Regions from separate parts of the Macaca mulatta genome. Here region 1 is linked to region 2. The links are chromatin contacts, called in public Hi-C maps. All regions are on one chromosome and are shown on one strand. The core of a region is the stretch at or near the end of the contact, and the rest is flanking DNA. Distances in the headings are between cores, read along the strand shown.

What was found. A called contact is a pair of places that touch in the nucleus more often than the background predicts.
Region 1: a Hi-C map of CD4 T cells shows a contact between it and region 2, with 2.7 times the contacts expected there. The contact joins the enhancer-like site here to the promoter of WNK1 in region 2. A contact is called at or near these places in 4 of 14 Hi-C or Micro-C datasets (CD4 T cells, blood, cortical neurons and 1 more).

Annotation. Positions count from the first base shown.
Region 1 is chr11:1,595,965-1,599,888 of T2T-MMU8v2.0, forward strand. All of the region lies in intron 2 of WNK1 (WNK lysine deficient protein kinase 1), which reads left to right. Among named protein-coding and RNA genes, the nearest start is that of WNK1, 63 kb to the left of the region's middle. Within about 2 kb of position 2,652, at least 4 of the 40 cell types and tissues checked have an H3K27ac peak or open chromatin away from gene starts, as enhancers often do. A contact at or near this core is called in CD4 T cells, where this site is marked.
Region 2 is chr11:1,531,893-1,535,834 of T2T-MMU8v2.0, forward strand. It overlaps WNK1 (WNK lysine deficient protein kinase 1), which reads left to right and starts at 2,689. Exons shown (of 28, transcript NM_001414862.1): 1 at 2,689-3,942. The coding sequence starts at 3,647.

The sequences.
Region 1 (3,924 bases), core at 1,402-3,901, 64 kb after region 2:
TATTTCCTTGCCCACAAAGTCCTCTGGTATATAAAGTGATTTGATAATTATTTCTTGGTAAGTATTGAAATGAGAAGTTATGGCCGAGTGTGGTGGCTCACGCCTGTAATCCCAGCACTTTGGGAGGCCAAGGCAGGCAGATCACTTGAGGTCAGGAGTTCGAGACCAGCCTGGCAAACATGGTGAAACCCCATCTCTACTAAAAATGCAAATAGCTGGGCATGGTGGCGTGCACCTGTAATCCCAGCTACTCAGGAGGCTGAGGCAGGAGAATCGCTTGAACCCAGGAGGCAGAGGTTGCAGTGAACCGAGATCACCCCACTGCATTCCAGCCTAGGTGACAGAGTGAGACTCCATCTCAAAAAAAAAAAAAATAAATTAAAAAAATTGAGTGGCTAAGGGATCAGAAATCAAATGTCAAGGTAGCCCTCTAGTGGTTAAAATGAGATTAAGGTTTATTGAGAAGCTACCTGTTTATTTTTATCGTTTGTATTGTGCTTTGCTATATCCCTGCAACTTTTATATCAGATGCAGATTATATTGTGACAGTTATCACTTAAAAAATACTTTTAGTTCCATTTCCCATAGCATCAGAAATTAATCCCCAGATAGCTAGTTCTGTCATTCCTTTCACGGAAAAAGGTTTAATGCAGAAATTTCTCATTACTTACTGTAAAGAGCTTTTGGTAAAAGTTGGAGTATGCCTTTGTAATCCCAGGTTTCTTAGAGCAGCAGTCCCCAACCTTTCTGGCACCAGGGACTGGTTTCGTGGAAGACAGTTTTTCCATGAATTGGTGTGGGGGGTGGGGGTTGGGAGAGTTTGGAATGATTCAAGCACATTACATTTATTGTACACTTTATTTCTATTATTATCACATTAAAATATATAATGAAGTAGTTATAGAACTCACCATAATGTAGAATCAGTGGGAGCCCTGAGCTTGTTTTCCTGCAAGTAAACTGTCCCATCTGGGGGTGATGGGAGACAGGACAGATCATCAGGCATTAGATTCTCATAAAGAACGCTTAACCTAGATCCCTTGCATCCACAGTTTACAGTAGCGTTCATGGTCCTATGAGAAATCTAATGCTGCTGACAGGAGGCAGAGCTCAGGTGGTCATGCGAGCAATGAGGGAGCAGCTGTAAATACAGATGAAGCTTTGCTTCCTTGCCTGCCACCCACCTCCTGCTATGTGGCCAAGTTCCTAAAAGGCCATGGACTGGTATCAACCTGTGGTCTAGTGGTTGGGGACCCCTGGTGTCTTAGAGGATCTATTTTTACCCAGAGAAGAACCTGTTTTAAGTTATCTTGTATAAATTTTTTATTTGGTGAAATTCGATATTTTAAAATTGTCACTGTGGCGATATATTCTTTATTAATTGTTAAAGTTAATACTGCTGAGCTGATTAATTCCAGATCATTGGAATACAGTGTTATAGCACCTGGATATAGTCACTTGCATGTATTCTGAAATGCTTACAGTTAACATGTTGAAACATTAACAGATCATTTCTGTCCTGCAAATTCTAATTTCTTTATCCAACTTCCACACTTGTTTATGGCAATACCTTTATCCTTGTTAGATAGGCTTCTTGATATTCTCTTTTCTTCCACTAGAATGTGCTAACTAGCACTATATACCTAGCACTATGAACAAGTGCTATATATCACATTCTAGTGGAAGTACCTAATACTGAATGATAAGCGTTTGAATGAATTAAGGAGAATTATGTGGTAGTAATTATGTGTACATCTTGAGATTCTTTCCATTGGTTTGGATACTTAGTTGGTTGTCAACTGTTTGTCTGGCATGCCTAAGATTACTCTAAAATACAATGGTTTACTTGTTTAAAAAACTATACTGAGGGGCTTTGGGTAACATAGTGGGGTAAGCCCCCGTGGAATGGCTGTCCCCCAGCAACAAACTGAAATGTGGAATATAATAAAAGTTTTTTCCAATACATATCTAAGCTTTAAGGAAAGAGAGGTTAACCTCCAGATAATAAGCAGAGATAACTCGAAGCCAAAACAGGAACTTATACTCTGGGATTTTAGACCACATATTGGTTGAGAAGTTGATGCTAATTTTAATGTCCATGCAAGGACAGAAAGCCTTAGAACTAGGTAGAGAGGGGAGCTAGAACGTAGCCTGTGTCAAAAAACTGAATTATCCATGAAAAGAGAGACCTTAATGCCCTAGCCAGTGAAAGCTGCAAGGAATTTTACCTGTGTGCAGAAGACTGTGGATAAGAGGGGAGACCTATGAAAAATAGAAATTCCCATCAGATGCTACCAGTGTTCTTAATTATTCTGTAATCTTCTTTTTTTTTTTTTTGGAGACAGGGTCTCACTCTGTTGCCCAGGACAGAGTGCAGCGGCACAATCATAGCTCACTGCAGCCTCAAACTCCTGGGCCCAGGGAATCCTTCCACCTCAGCCTCCCGAGTACCTGGGACTATAGTTGCTCACCACCATACCTGGCTAATTAAAAAAAATTATTTTTTTTTTTGGTAGAGACAGTGTATATTTTGCTGCCCAGGCTGCTCTCAAACTCCTGAGCTCATCGCGATTTGGCCTTATCCCGATTTGACCTCCCAAACTGCTGGGATTACAAGCATGAGCCACGGTGCCCAGCCTGTTTGGTATTCTTCCATCTCATATGTAGATGGCGCTGTAACATAAATTTATACCATCTACTTGGTACAGGAGTCCCAAACCAAAGAACGTACATCATAATTGATCAGGAACTGAAAGAAAACTCCCAGGGACATTTTCACAGTTCCTTGGTCACTGTCCAGAGGCAAAACAGTTTCCAGAGAAGATGACCTCACAATTAAATTACAGATCATACCAATGAAGGTGAATAGACACAACCAGAAAATAGCACTTCAACAATTAAAGATATTATGGACAAGTCTGAAAGTGATTACAATTATTTACATAATGATGTCAGTAAAGATATATGTAAGTGTATATGAAGTGTATAAAAGAAAAGAAGGAATTGAAGGAATAAGACACCATCAAAGAAAAAAAAGACAGGCATAATTTAAAAGCTTCTGAAGAACTTCTAGAAATGTGAACATTAAAATTCAAACTTAAATGGTTTAATGGTTAAACAACAGACTAAATTGACAGGAATAATAACTATAAAGAAATGAGCAACAGAAGGCACAAAAAAGACAGAAAATATTAAAAGAGGATGACACAGTAGTGAGAATACCCAGTTAGATTTAATTATCTAAAAGGGGTTTGTCTGTAATCCCAGCTACTCTGTAGGCTGAGGCAGAGAATCACTTGAGCCCAGGAGGTGGAGGTTGCAGTGAGCCGAGATCGTGCCTCTGCACTCCAGCCTGGGTGACACAGCGAGACTCCATCTCAAAAATAAAAATGAAAAAGTAGAGAGAATGAGAAAAGAAAAATTTCAGAATTTAAGAATTCTGATTGAGAATGTATACAGATTCCTAAGCAAGTAGGTTGAAAACATTCATATTCATTTCTGGAAGAATGAGTAACTAGGACCATTGGCAGCATTTGGAGAGCCAAATTGGGAAGGAATGGGAATTAACTCCAAAATACATGCTTTTTGGACCTTTTGAGTTTCTACCTTTGTTCTGTATGTGTATTTACATTGAAGCAGGTAAAACACCCATAGCTGAAAAATAAGATGGGAATATATGAGTTAGAAAATTTGGATTAAGGCCGGGTGTGGTAGTTCACACCTGTAATCCCAGCACTTTGAGAGGCCGAGGTGGGTGGATCATCTGAGGTCAGGATCACCTGAGGTCAGCTCGAAACCAGCCTGTCCAACATGGTAAAACCCTGTCTCTACTAAAAATACAAAAATTAGCTGGGTGTGATGACGGGCACCTGTAATCTCAGCTACTCAGGAGGCTGAGGCAAGAGAATCGCTTGACCCTGCAGG
Region 2 (3,942 bases), core at 1,439-3,938:
ACCATGTAAACGAAAAATGTGAATGGATGGGAATAGAAAGAAACATGAATCAATCAATGTGAGAACATGAACAAGAACTAGAGAGAACAGAGAAATGGTGAGAGAGAATAACATACTTGTATCCTTGTGGAACCAAATGTCAGGAAGTCAAACCTCTGAGCTGAGTGCATTCATTGTATCCTGGTTTCTTTGTTACCTCTGTTTACAGTCACTTGATGTTTTATACGGAATACAGAGAGGTTGATTCTTTACTCGATAATTGAAACAACAGAGAAAGGAAAAGTACTATTAGGAATTATAGTAATGAGTAACAGAAAATATCATTTACTTGGAGATAGGTTGGTAAGCATTAAAAAGAACTGAGTGAGCCGGGATCAAGCCACTGGACTACAGCCTGGGTAACAGAATGAGACTCTCTCAAAAAAAAAAAAAAAAGTGAACAAAAAAGTGTTAGTAAAATATGCACACCAAACAACATAACCTTTAAATCTAATCATTGTACGTAACAAGATTATATTCAACTTAAAATTGTATCTGTTTTCATTGTAAAGCTAACATTACACAAGTGGGAAAAGCTGTCTCCTAGGCAAGTGTGGTTTTAAGTCAACAATTAATTAAATTACTTACAATGAATTTAGTTGTTCCTGGTTGAAAAGACATGTTGATAGGGCATGGTGATTATCAAGGGACTTGTGTCCAATGCAGTGTGGCCAAAGTTTCAGGGCTCAGTAAACAGGAACAGGCAATAATAAAATCCTTTAATAACCACTCACACAAAAATATCCTAATTTTTTTATGGTGCCAAAAGGGAACATTGTGATTTACTGATCTTCTTTTAACTTGCCAATTTGTAATTAGCTGCCTTATGTTTAAAATCAGACTATTTTTCCTCCTGAAGCAACAATTGGGCAAGTTTTATTTGACTCAAGAAGTATAATAAAAATGTATTTTACGGCCATTTCTTCCCTTGCTTACAGTAGGTTTACGGTTAGAAATACACTCTTAATTCCATTTACCATAATGAGATTATTTACCATTACCCGCAGCAAACGAATGAAAGATACATTTTCTAGAGCAATGGAACACTAATATTTTAGTACTCTAGTTGTCCCTACTGAATTGGCATTTTAAAATGTTCACAACCTGTCAGCTTCGTGAAACCTCACAATCATTGGCTTCAAACATTGTTGTAAACTCGAAAGGGTAGCTTGTGATAAACAACAACAAAAAGAGAAAGAAAACAGCATTAACCATTTTACGGATCAGATGAATTAACATGAACTGCACGGCAAGAATTCTGCAGGTGGAGCTCATCCGAGAACTGTGCTAAGGAACCTCCTGCCGAGTTCCTCGCTGGCTGCTCGCTCGCAGCGTGGTCCTCTGCCCGGGACGCGCGCTTCCGAGCTGGTTCCGCAGCGGGCGCCCAAGAGAGGCGGCCGCGCCCGGACGCTCTGATGCGGTTGCGTACGTTTTCCGCGCTTCCCGCTCTCCACCGGTTGGACCGAGGCTTTTAAACTGCCATCTGCTCCCGAGTCCGGCCTCCTACTCCGTCTGGTGCCCCCTGGTGCTCGTCCCCTCCGCATCTTGAGGAGCTGCGAGGAGCACAGGGGTCCAGGGAGACAAGGATGCTTTCAAGAAAAACATGCCATGGCGGCGAGCCGCAGGGCTCCACGTTTCCCGGGCCCAGGGCCCTGGTAGACGTTGCATGTGGACACTGAGGAGCTCTGGAGAAAGAGGGGGTGTTGTTTCACGGAGCCACCCAGCAGAAGAAAGGTGGAAAATAAGTTTCAACCAACTACAAAGGCAGAAGTCAGCCCAGCCCCCCAAGTGTGGCCAAAGACCCGTAGATCCGTAGACCTTATCTTTTCTTGAATCCACCGCTCCCCCAACCCCGCTTTTATTATCTTTCAGGCAAAGCCAAGAGGGAGTTCACTAGGATCCCCGATTTCAGTCAGGCAGCCCTTTTTTGAGAGCCGGAATATCCGTGTCGGGCGGGAGCTGAGAATGTGGCCTTAATTGTTGAGGGGAGGAGGATGGAAGATAATCCTCCCTGTCTCCTCCTCCAATCCATTTAATCAATATTAATTTCATGCACCATCTTCACAAAGTTTCTTTTCCCCTCCTCCGACTCAGAACTCAGGCTCCGGTTATCCGGCTTTACCCTTCCCCTCCACCCCCACAGCCCTGCAGTCACTCAACACTACTGCGGCTCTCTCCATTAAAGATGAACAACAGATCATTTTTCATTGCATGGCAACCCTAAGAGCTCTCTCGCTTAGCAGAGCATGATGGGAGTCTTTCCATCTCCCCCCCACCTTCCTCTTTTTTTTTTTTCCCTTCCTTCCCTTCTTCCACAATTAATCCCTAAATAATGATTTTCCTAAGCTCGCGCGGACTTCAGGATGGGGTTGAGCGACCCGCGATGACGCTCCCATCAGCCTTTCAGAAGGGACGGTTTCTAAAGAAAACTACAACTCCCACGAGGCATCAGGCTACAGCAACCGCGAGGCATCACGGAAGTCGTAGGCACTTTTCTCCTAGGTCCCGTTCATCTCCTCCAACCCGTAAACTATAAGTCCCAAGGTGCCTCGGGGCTGGCACGCCTGCGCAAAACCCCGGAGCGAGGTGGGGGGTGGGGCTGCCCCGGGCGGCGGGGGGCGGGATCCGAGCGGGCTGTGTGGAGGCTTCAGACTCCCGGCGCCATTTAGCGCAGAGAGTTTCCCGGGCGGACGCGGCTCCTCTCTCGGCCCCTCCGCACCCCCGTCTTCGGTGACAGAAGGCGCCTGGTGGGGGTGACTGCTCTTTTCTCTCCCTGTTCCCCCTCACCCAGTCCTCTAGGTCTCCTCTCCTCTTGCCTCAGAGAAGCAGCGGAGCTCGGGCCCCGCGGTGAGCGGCCCTCCCCTCCCCGCCGTTCCCTCCGCCGTCAGCCCCCGGCACCGGCCCGGGAGGAGGCGGGTTCGCCAGGCCCGGGGCGGGCGGGGAGGCCTCGGGGAAGGGGGGGCCCGCTCCTCAGGCGCCGAGGCTCCGAGGCTCCGGCCCTTCGCCCCGGGGCGATGGGCGACCAGTGAGGCCGGTCCCCATCGCGGGGGGCGCGTGTGGGAGGCGGCGGCCGCCGAGTGACCGGAGCCGGGCCGCGGCCTTCCTCGCTCGCCTCGGCCCCTCCCACTCCCTGCCCCGGGGCTGCCACCGCCCGGGCGTCGGACCTGGTCCCGTGCTCGCGGCGCCGCCGCCCTCTGGGCCTAGCCCGCCCGGCTCGGCGAGCGGGGCAGTGGGAGCCGCGTCCGCCGCATCCGCCTCGACTCGGTGCCGGCCCCGGGCCCTCCCCTCATGACTGCGGCGCCTCCGCTGCCGCCGCCCGCCCGGCCGCCGCTCGCCGCAGGATGGATGCGGACCGTGCGGCGCTAACCCCCGCGGCTCCGCTCCCGACTCGCCCGCCTTCGAGCCCTCCTCGCGAGCCGCAGCAGTCTCGGTGCCAGCGGCCCGCCTCGCCCTCGCTGCGGCTGGTCAGTGCTGAGTGAGGCGTCTCCGGGTCGGCGCGAACCCGCCCGGCCGCGGTGCCCTGCAGACCTCCGCGCGGGCGGCTCGGCCCTCACGCCCTTTCCATCCGCGACTCCGAGCCCGCTCGCCTCTCGCCAGCGAACCGACCATGTCTGGCGGCGCCGCGGAGAAGCAGAGCAGCACTCCCGGCTCCCTGTTCCTCTCGCCGCCGGCTCCTGTCCCCAAGAATGGCTCCAGCTCCGATTCCTCCGTGGGGGAGAAACTGGGGGCCGCGGCCGCCGACGCCGGGACCGGCAGGACTGAGGAGTACCGGCGCCGCCGCCACACGATGGACAAGGACAGCCGCGGGGCGGCCGCGACCACCACCACCACCGAGCACCGCTTCTTCCGCCGGAGTGTCATCTGCGACTCCAATGCCACTGCGTTGGAGCTCCCCGGCCTCCC